3 separate regions of the Mus musculus genome follow, and all the other regions are linked to region 2. Evidence: chromatin contacts called from public HiChIP or PLAC-seq data. All regions are on one chromosome and are shown on one strand. The core of a region is the stretch at or near the end of the contact, and the rest is flanking DNA. Distances in the headings are between cores, read along the strand shown.

What was found. HiChIP or PLAC-seq counts read pairs in DNA pulled down with a chosen protein or histone mark.
Region 1: an H3K27ac HiChIP or PLAC-seq map of heart atrium shows a contact between it and region 2, with 9 read pairs. The contact joins two enhancer-like sites. A contact is called at or near these places in 13 of 39 promoter capture datasets (3T3-L1-derived adipocytes, the C10 cell line, the HPC-7 cell line and 9 more), 3 of 15 datasets of contacts at CTCF or cohesin (CD8 T cells, embryonic stem cells and stem cell-derived epiblast-like cells), 48 of 484 Hi-C or Micro-C datasets (B cells, CD4 T cells, CD8 T cells and 23 more), 26 of 115 datasets of contacts at active chromatin or transcription factors (CD8 T cells, DN3 thymocytes, the HPC-7 cell line and 19 more) and 1 of 9 other capture datasets (adipose tissue).
Region 3: an HNF4G HiChIP or PLAC-seq map of pancreatic cancer cells shows a contact between it and region 2. The contact joins two enhancer-like sites. A contact is called at or near these places in 1 of 15 datasets of contacts at CTCF or cohesin (CD8 T cells), 20 of 484 Hi-C or Micro-C datasets (CD4 T cells, the HL-1 cell line, the N1E-115 cell line and 11 more), 11 of 115 datasets of contacts at active chromatin or transcription factors (CD8 T cells, bone marrow-derived macrophages, cardiomyocytes and 6 more) and 1 of 9 other capture datasets (adipose tissue).

The regions. Positions count from the first base shown.
Region 1 is chr6:31,074,339-31,077,179 of GRCm38.p6, reverse strand. No RefSeq gene overlaps it. Among named protein-coding and RNA genes, the nearest start is that of Mir29b-1, 13 kb to the right of the region's middle. Within about 2 kb of position 1,334, at least 145 of the 459 cell types and tissues checked have an H3K27ac peak or open chromatin away from gene starts, as enhancers often do. A contact at or near this core is called in CD8 T cells, Th1 cells, Th17 cells and 8 more, where this site is marked.
Region 2 is chr6:31,190,409-31,193,108 of GRCm38.p6, reverse strand. The region is part of intron 1 of Lncpint (long non-protein coding RNA, Trp53 induced transcript); the gene reads left to right. Among named protein-coding and RNA genes, the nearest start is that of Lncpint, 27 kb to the left of the region's middle. Within about 2 kb of position 1,323, at least 71 of the 459 cell types and tissues checked have an H3K27ac peak or open chromatin away from gene starts, as enhancers often do. A contact at or near this core is called in CD8 T cells, Th1 cells, Th17 cells and 10 more, where this site is marked.
Region 3 is chr6:31,317,298-31,320,027 of GRCm38.p6, reverse strand. The region is part of intron 2 of 2210408F21Rik (RIKEN cDNA 2210408F21 gene); the gene reads right to left. Among named protein-coding and RNA genes, the nearest start is that of Gm38782, 75 kb to the right of the region's middle. Within about 2 kb of position 1,322, at least 144 of the 459 cell types and tissues checked have an H3K27ac peak or open chromatin away from gene starts, as enhancers often do. A contact at or near this core is called in CD8 T cells, Th1 cells, adipose tissue and 5 more, where this site is marked.

The DNA of each region.
Region 1 (2,841 bases), core at 85-2,584, 120 kb after region 2:
GAATGATGGGCCTGCTCAATACTTTGGGTGCACTGATTGAACCAACAAGGAGCGTTAATTAAAACTTTATTCGAGTACAAGTACAACCTCTTAGGTGATTTATGTGGGCTCTCCCTGGGACCTGTGGGCAGTCTCTGGAGTCACTTGCGATGGTGAGAGGGTTCTTGCAAGTAACCAGAAAGCATAAATTCCCACCCTAGGGTTTTACTACCCTTTTTTATTTGCAGAGTGGTTGGCCCTGCCGGCCTTCTGGCGACCCCGGCCTGTGGTACTGTAGAGAGTGGTGCTGGAACAGGACCAGGAAGCTCTAAGCCCTGCCTCTCTCCTGACTGCCCACCTCTCCCCACAGGTGGGATTCACAGCCCCGCTGCCTCCAGACTAAGCTCTGAGCACATCCGAGTCACACACACATGATCTTTTTGGTTGTTCCCCCTCTGTGACGTGCTAGAAGCCCTCCAAGGTGCACATAGATCTGGTTGTGTGTGTGAAAGGCCTGCATGCTGATTGGCCTTTCTAGAAAGGCTAAGTCACGGATGCCTGTCCCAGGCCTGGAGTTCAGTTACTGTCCTCTCCCTCTCCAGACCGTTGCCAAGTGACAGATACCAAAATAACTAGAATGTTCTCTTAAGAGATCCAGACCATGAGAGGACAATGCTGGGGAGGCGGGGGGGGGGGGGTGCTGGGACTGGGGAGCCCAGGTAGGGTATTAAGTCCTTCCTTTTTCTCCTCCTCCTCTACATGAAGAAGGAAGGCATCCTTCATCACAGGGGGGGGGAGGGGGAGAAGGGGCCACCCTGGGTCCAAGTTATTGCATAGGAGGCAGCCTCTCGACGGTGGTGAGGAATAGAGGTGGGCTTGAAAAGTTGGCTTCACCCACCTGAATGTTGTGCCCTGAGCCAAAAGGGGTGGAGTCAGACCCAGCCTCTACCTGCTTGCCTCTCCTGGAGGTGACCTCTCATTGGAACTCCCTGTGAGCCTCTATTGTTTCCTGCTTTGGGGGATTTCCTACAGGCCTAGCCCTGCTGTTGCTGCTGCTGCTGCTCAGACTCCTCACCCCAGACCCACTGACTGCCCAGGGATTCTGCTGGGTTTTCAGTAGGAGAGAAGTGTTTGTGTAGTGAGCTTGTATATCCTCTCTGGCATTGGAGCTGATGGAGTTCTGCCCTTTAGTGGGTGGGAGCACCATTCCCTCCAGTTTAGATGGCTCTGGTTTTCCACAGCATTGGCTGTATGAGGCCGCCACCTGGTGGCCAGCACGAAGCAACGTGTAACTCGCTTCGTGCTCTGTGAAGGGATGCTTTAGCAGTGACCTCTGACACACTCACTCTACACACATCGGTCCAGCCTACATACTTAGCATTTCTGCTTTGTCATATACATAATCAGCATTCTCGCCTCTTCGACTTGGGAGTCACTTTCCATGCCCCCTCCTACATTGCTCCAGGCACATGGGCTCTTTCCTGGCTCCCAGGGTTACAGGCTCTCGTCCAGCTCCCGGGAGAGCTGCCAGGCCCCTCTGCCCTACAGTGCTCTCCCTCCCACCTACCTGGCTGATGACCACACCTCTGAAAGTCATCTCAGGTACCACCTCCCCTTGCCCCGGCTTCCCTCTCAGCAGGCCTGGCTCACTTCCCTCAGCATGCCTCAGCTCCTTTTTTGGAAGAAAAAGAAAGAAACAGAAAGCCAAAAGGCTGGAAGGAGAATAGGGAGGGGGGAAACTTGAGAGGATTTAACAACTGTATTATAATCAGATGTTTTTCTTCTCCACAAGCTAACTTGAAAGTAGAGACTGCCTTTTGTCTCTGGGCCCCTATGTAATAGGATCGCCCTGGCATCTGACCATTGCTCACTGGCTATGGGGAGGCATAAAGGGAAGAGGTCTCCTTTGAAGCAAACTTAGGGGGTGCTCATGGCGCTGAGAGACTGGCTGGGAGTGGGGGTGGGTTGCTGAAGCTATCTGAAGAGCTGCACTCCCAAACCTCTTCACCACAGCATTGCACAGGAGGTGTCTATTTTCCCCCCACTACTGGAAGGCTCCTCTGTTTGAAACTTCTCCTTGTTCAAACCCCTTCAGTGACTCTTGAGACCTACCTGTGGTCTCTACCCAGACTTGAAGGCTTAGTAGCAACTGGGTGGTGGTGCGCGCATTTGATTCGCTCTGCAGCAGAAGCACTTGCTGGGGGTTCTGGACGGGTTCAGTTGAACTGCTCTGAGGATAAGGCCTCATGTGGCTCCACCACAGGACCCATCAGTAGAGTTTGGGGCACACAGTAGGGAGACATTCGGGAGAGTGACAACAAAGAAGAGAGTGTCACAAGGCAGCTTATGATTGATGGCTAAGGGAATGTGGTGGCAGTTAAACAAAATACCTATAGAAGGTGCCTATAAAAGATGCCTTTCTCCTATAAAGGGCCTCACTCCAGACCCATCCTGCAGCCTGTCCCCCTCACACAGCTGTCGCACTTCACACCTGGTAAAGGTTTAACCTTCGTAAAAAGATTTTGGACTCCAAGCTTCGGATAGACTGCAGCTGATGGCATGTGTACTTTAGTCCGCCCTTCCCACCCATCTCCCTTCCTCGTCGAACCGGTTCCTTACATTTTTATATAAACAGCCCCAAGGCCACAGTAAAGCCTCCAGCTACTTCCTCTGAGCCTCACTCTCCTCGTTAAGCATGCCACCTTTCTGGGGCTGCCCTCTAACTGTGACCTGCCTCCACGAGGGACCCTGCCCTCTCTCTGTAGCCCAAGCACTTGACACAATGTCTGGCACACACTATGGACATGAAAGGAAAAAAAAAATCCAGGGAAGATCAGTTGATTTGACACCATCAATGGGTGA
Region 2 (2,700 bases), core at 74-2,573:
CTCCCAGGGATTGCTGGCCAGAGGAGCTCTGAAGAGTCCCTTAGGTTGCAGGCCTGTCTTCCTAATTGAGCACTATGAGATTGCTGTGCTTAAACATATACAGACGGGTAGGACTTGTGTTCAGGATGCACGGCAGTGAGTCTTTTGGTGCATTCAAACAGATCCTTAGTCTACTACTTACTGCGCAGCACTCAGTAGGTGTTTCTCAATAACAGACAAGAGAGCAGAAAATGTCTTCCTAGCTGTCATTTCCGGTGTCTTTAATTTAGATAGGGTGACAGAACCCAAGTGTGAAACCTTCCCAAGAGGGCTGGCAGGGAGGTACTGCATTTTACACAGCCTTCGGCCTATAAAGTTACAAACTAGTTGGCATCTCTCACAACATGGCTGGTTTGGTTCCCTTAACCACAGTGGGTCAGGAGGGCCAGAACTGAAGTTCACACAGTCACTGGGAATTGGGGGGGGGGGGGCAGTGTGACAGGCAGAATGGAGTATCTGCAGTTGTTGAGTTATCAGGTGTGTATCGTGCAGGGTAGCTGGGGTCTTGCAGCTACCACAGCTCTGTGGTGCATGGATTTCAGACACTGCTTTAGCACTGGCTTTTGTCTTCAGCGTCTGCATTGTCTTATGAAACCCAGGCTGCTTTGTAGTTTCAGTTGGACAAGGCACAGTTTCTGAGAGGTCATAGGTCAGCTAATGTTCAAAATCAATATATTTAGTCACATGCTAAACGCAGGCATTAGATGCTTATATAAGGCCTTATTATTTGCTTGTGGGCAGTGCATACAGAGAGACCCAGATTGCTGAGTTTGGCAATTTAGCGAGTAGAGCCCTTTCTGAGCAGACACAAGGATCTGAGCTCAATACCCAGACCCCATGTAACAAGTTGGAGGAGGAGGAGGAGGTGTTGGTGGTGGAGGTGGTGGTGGTGGTGGTGGTGGTGGTGGTGTTCCACACTTAGAGTTCCAGCTGTAGAGAGGTAAAGACTAGTAGGTCCTTGAGCTTCACTGGCTGGCCAGCCTACTTACTTATTAAGCTCCACACCAATAAAAGACTTTATTTTAAAAACAAACAAACCCCCAAAACCACGGTGGTTGGTAATCGAGGAAGGACACTAGAGGCTGATCTCTGGCTTTCACGGCCGCGCACGACACACCTGTGAGGAAGAAAAGCAGGTCCAGGCTTTCCTCTCACATAGTCTGAGCGCGTGGGTCAGGTGGAGACGCTCTGTCATCTGGTGTTTGCTGCAGTAGAGCCCTGCTCAGCTTCAGATCCTGGCGCTGACACGCACCATTGTTTAACTTCGAAAAAGGTTCTCTGCTGCCCTAGACCTTGAAAGGATCTGCATCCGGCGTGTGCCAACAGGAAGCGGTACCTTGTCCTAGGTGGTAGAGGCCTAAAGCAAACAGTGGCTGTAAAGGGCTCAGCAACTCCAGTGCACACGAGTCCTTTGTTCACATTTGGGGCTTTTGTGCTGTTCTCAGAGCCCAGGGAGAGTGAGTGACTTAGTTGGAAGTTCATTGTTAGACATAAGGGTTGAGGTCTCTGTGTGGAATGGTCACCCAGACTGGATGGCACAGCCAGAAGCAACCCTTTAAAATAGGGGCAGAACAAGAACTTGACCTTGTGTGTCACAGAAACAGACAAGTAGTTTTCCTTTCCATTTTCTTTGAAGTTAGAGGGGTGATTTAGACTGATCGAGAAGTGACAGTAACTCAACTCACCCATTCTTGTAATAAACACCTGCTGATCCAGCTAGTTGAACCTCTCTAGGTCTGGTATCCCCTGGTCCACTTCAGGAGCCGTGTTGATGGTTGACTGTCACCTTTGCCTGGTTTATGAGTAAAACTACTAAATAATAATTTGACAAGTTAGAAAGAAGTGGTAGAAATGACTCAGTGGCTAAACATACTTAACTGACCTTGGCCTGGAGTCATATGTGGAAGGGGATTCTGGGAAATGTAGTTCCCTTTAACCAAGCCGATGGATTGCAGCACAAACACACCCCCACACACCCCCACACCCACACCCACAGTGCAGTGAAATACATTTCTGTACTTCATTGTTCTTTTGGGAACTAGAGATAGAATTATTTTCGTTTTAAAAATATCAGAAAAGTAGTTGGTATATCAAAGTAGTTAGCAAATATTTAACTTGATTATTGCTTTCTCTCAGTAGCCTTACCTGCGTTTGAAATGGCACAATAGCTAAAAACAAAACAAAACAAAACAGGACTGTTTTGATCATATCCTGCCTCCTGAAAGCCGTTTTTGTCATTTGACAGTTTGAATCTCATAATGCAGTATTTTCTAAAATTGCCCCATATAGTGCCATCTAGTGGTAGATTTCTGCACAGTAGTTCACATCCCCACCCACTACCCCCAGTTTGTTTGTTTTTTTTAATTAGGTTTTTTTTTTTTTTTTTTTTTTTTCCTGTTCTTGTTCTTCTAATTGTTTCAAGACAGCCTGGCTGTTCTGGAACTCAGAGACCTTCCCACCACTGCCCAGCTCTCACATTTTACTTTCTGATAAATCAGTAAGTTCACTTTTAATCATGCTTCATTTTCTAAATATAGTTAAAGGGACTACATCTAAAACAAATACTTAGAAATGGAAAAAGAATGAGGAAAGAGAAAACAATTGGAGTGGAGTTTTTTCCTCTCCAGGTTTTCTGTGCATCAATACACACACACACCGAGT
Region 3 (2,730 bases), core at 73-2,572, 130 kb before region 2:
CAGAAGCAGCAGTAGCTGTACAGAGGAAGGTCGCCTCAGCAAATGGAAATGCATCTGATAGCCCTTAAATCGATGGGTGAGATCCACATCTCAGAGAATAATGTTCAATATTTAAGTTCTCTGAGTATAAAGAGAAGGTAAGGGTGAGAGGGAACGGTGTCCTCCTCCTCCTCTTCTTGCTTTTTATCACATTAAAATCTCATTAACTCTCTTTACAAAGGTAAACCCTGGTCCTCATGGTGGATTTGTGGGAAGGGTTTCTGGAGGTGAGCACATGTCCCAGAGCCTGAAAACTTGGAGTGTGTGAACCTGTCATGGTAGATAGAGATGTCTTTCATGTCCTACTTCCAAGCCTTGTCCACCTACTTCTTGTAACAAGCCACCATGGCTGTGGAGATGTACTATCTTCATAGCATAATTCTGGACCAGATGGCCACCACCCTCCACACAGACCTAGATGTCCAGGCTAGCAGACTGCTTACAGAGTTTGCCAACCCACGGGTCTGGGGGACTGCTCACTTTGGCCAGGCCTTCCTGTTGGCAGTACATTAGAGCTGTAACCGGCCTTTTACAGTGGACTCTGGGGCAACAGGACTTCAAGCCTGGGATGCCAGCTCCTCACTGCGTAAAGGGCTCAGTTCTTTACTGGAAAGATCCCAGTTTAATTTGCACGGATACCATAAATGGTTTTATTGTCTTTCCTTTTCCACATGGAGAAAGTAGAGGTTGCAAGAATCAGAATTAGGAAGGAGTCCTGCTCCAAAACGACGCAGAACTAAGATTTGAACCTGTCTGTTTGATACTCCCAAGAGCTATTTCCTGTTTGCTTATTTGTCTGGATTTTTTGTTTGTTTGTTACAAGCATGTGTCACCAAAGCCCAACTCCAAGAGCTTTTAAGAGACAGACAGCTTTTTAGCAGGACTGGAAAACAAAGACTGAATGTTGGTCAAGGAGTGTAGCTCAGTGGTGTGATACTTAGCATGTGTAAGGTCCTGAGTTGGATCTCCAGTCCCCTAAAAGATTGGATATTATTTGGACACTGTGGGTCACATCTGACACTGGACAGTGTGGGAGGGATGGGAAATGATCCTTCATTCAGAGGACGACTTACCAAGGTTGAGAAGTCGACACATATTTGCTGGCTGAAGGACACCATGAAACAGGGTTTGGGGAAAAGGGCTTCAAGAGGACCGGAGGAAGGGTCCACTTAGCTTGCAGGGAACCCAGGGGACACGGGGAGGCAGCTCTGAGCTGTGTCGGGAGCAAGCCCAGGTGCTGGGACGCTGCAGAGAAGGGAGTGTTATACTGCAGGGTTGGAAGGGTTCAAACCAGTTCAGCCGAGTTCAGCTTAGGGCTGGGAGAGTTGAAGGTGAAGGGGGAGGTGCGAGGGGCGGAGCCAGATCACAGAAGCTTCCGCAGAAGCGTCCGAAGTAGAAATGGGGACTTACTGGGAGGCTTTTGAGTAGAGAAGTCAAGGATCCCATTAAATCCTTGATTAAAGCACCCCCCCCCCAAGTATTGCTGAATCCATCCTGACTCCTGAACACAAAGCTCACAAAACAGAAAGATGTAGGAAGTCAGACAAAACCCTGACAAAGACACATAAGTCTGCTTACTTCTGAGGAAAGACAGCCAAGTCCAACCACCTTCCCTCTTCCTCAGCCAGGAATGGCTCCATTCTCCTAACTGGAGGTCATTCACCAAAAAACCAAAAAACAAACAACAACAACAAAAAACAAAACAAAACAAAACAAAACAAAAACCCTAGGGCAACAAATTCAATCCCTCCTCCTCTCAGAGGAAAAAAAAAATTCCAGCTGGGAAATGACAGTCCCTTCCTCTCCTTCCTGTTGGGCGGTCAGCCCAGAGAAGACTGCTACCCTGTTCTCACCTCCTCCTACCAGACGCACTCGCTGGAGTGGGAACAGGATCCTGATGGCTTAATTGAGTTAAAAGGGAAAGTGCGGGTCCTCTAAAAGCCTCCTCGATGGCTTCAATGGCTTCGGAGAGGCACTCAGGGCTCTGAAAAACCTTGTGGTGGTGGCAGAGGCTCAGTCCCTGGGCTAGGGAAAAGCAAAGTGAATTTCCCAAGTGCAGAACTCCCGAGCACTGAGAGTCAGCTGCCCGACCCGGCACAAACGGCTTGTTTACATTCTTCTCTTGGGCTGAAACCCATCTATTTAAACTTTAACCAGAGGCAATTATAAACCCAGGAAAGCCAGACATGGCAGCCTGCACAGGACACAAGTCGGATGCCAGCAGTCTGGCACTGAGTCCGAGGAAGAGAGGAGTATTTTGAGACAGGGGTCCAGGAAGAGCCACAGAGATCTGAAAGTAAGAGGTACTTTACTCTTACTGGTCCTCAGACGCGGCCCAGAGAAAACTGGGGGTGGAGGCAGCAAGGCAGGCTAGAGACAGGATTCCAAAAGCCTATTCACGATGGCCCTGAGCCTGCCATCTTCCTTTTGCCTAGGCTGAGAATGGCCCCGTTCACCTGATTCTGGAGACCAGTCCATCTATTCCCATCTCAAGGTGCTTTGGGTTGGTCCCTGGTTCCTAGGTAGCCATGTTCTTACTGAGCTCTGATTTGGTGAGAGGAGAGGCAGGGTGTGTATGGGGGTGGAGTAGGGTGGGAGCCACTCCGGAGGCCTTTTGGGTAAGGATACTAACCTCATTCATGAGGGCTCTGGCCTCAAGACCTAATAAAGACCCTTGTTTCCTTCCTGGGT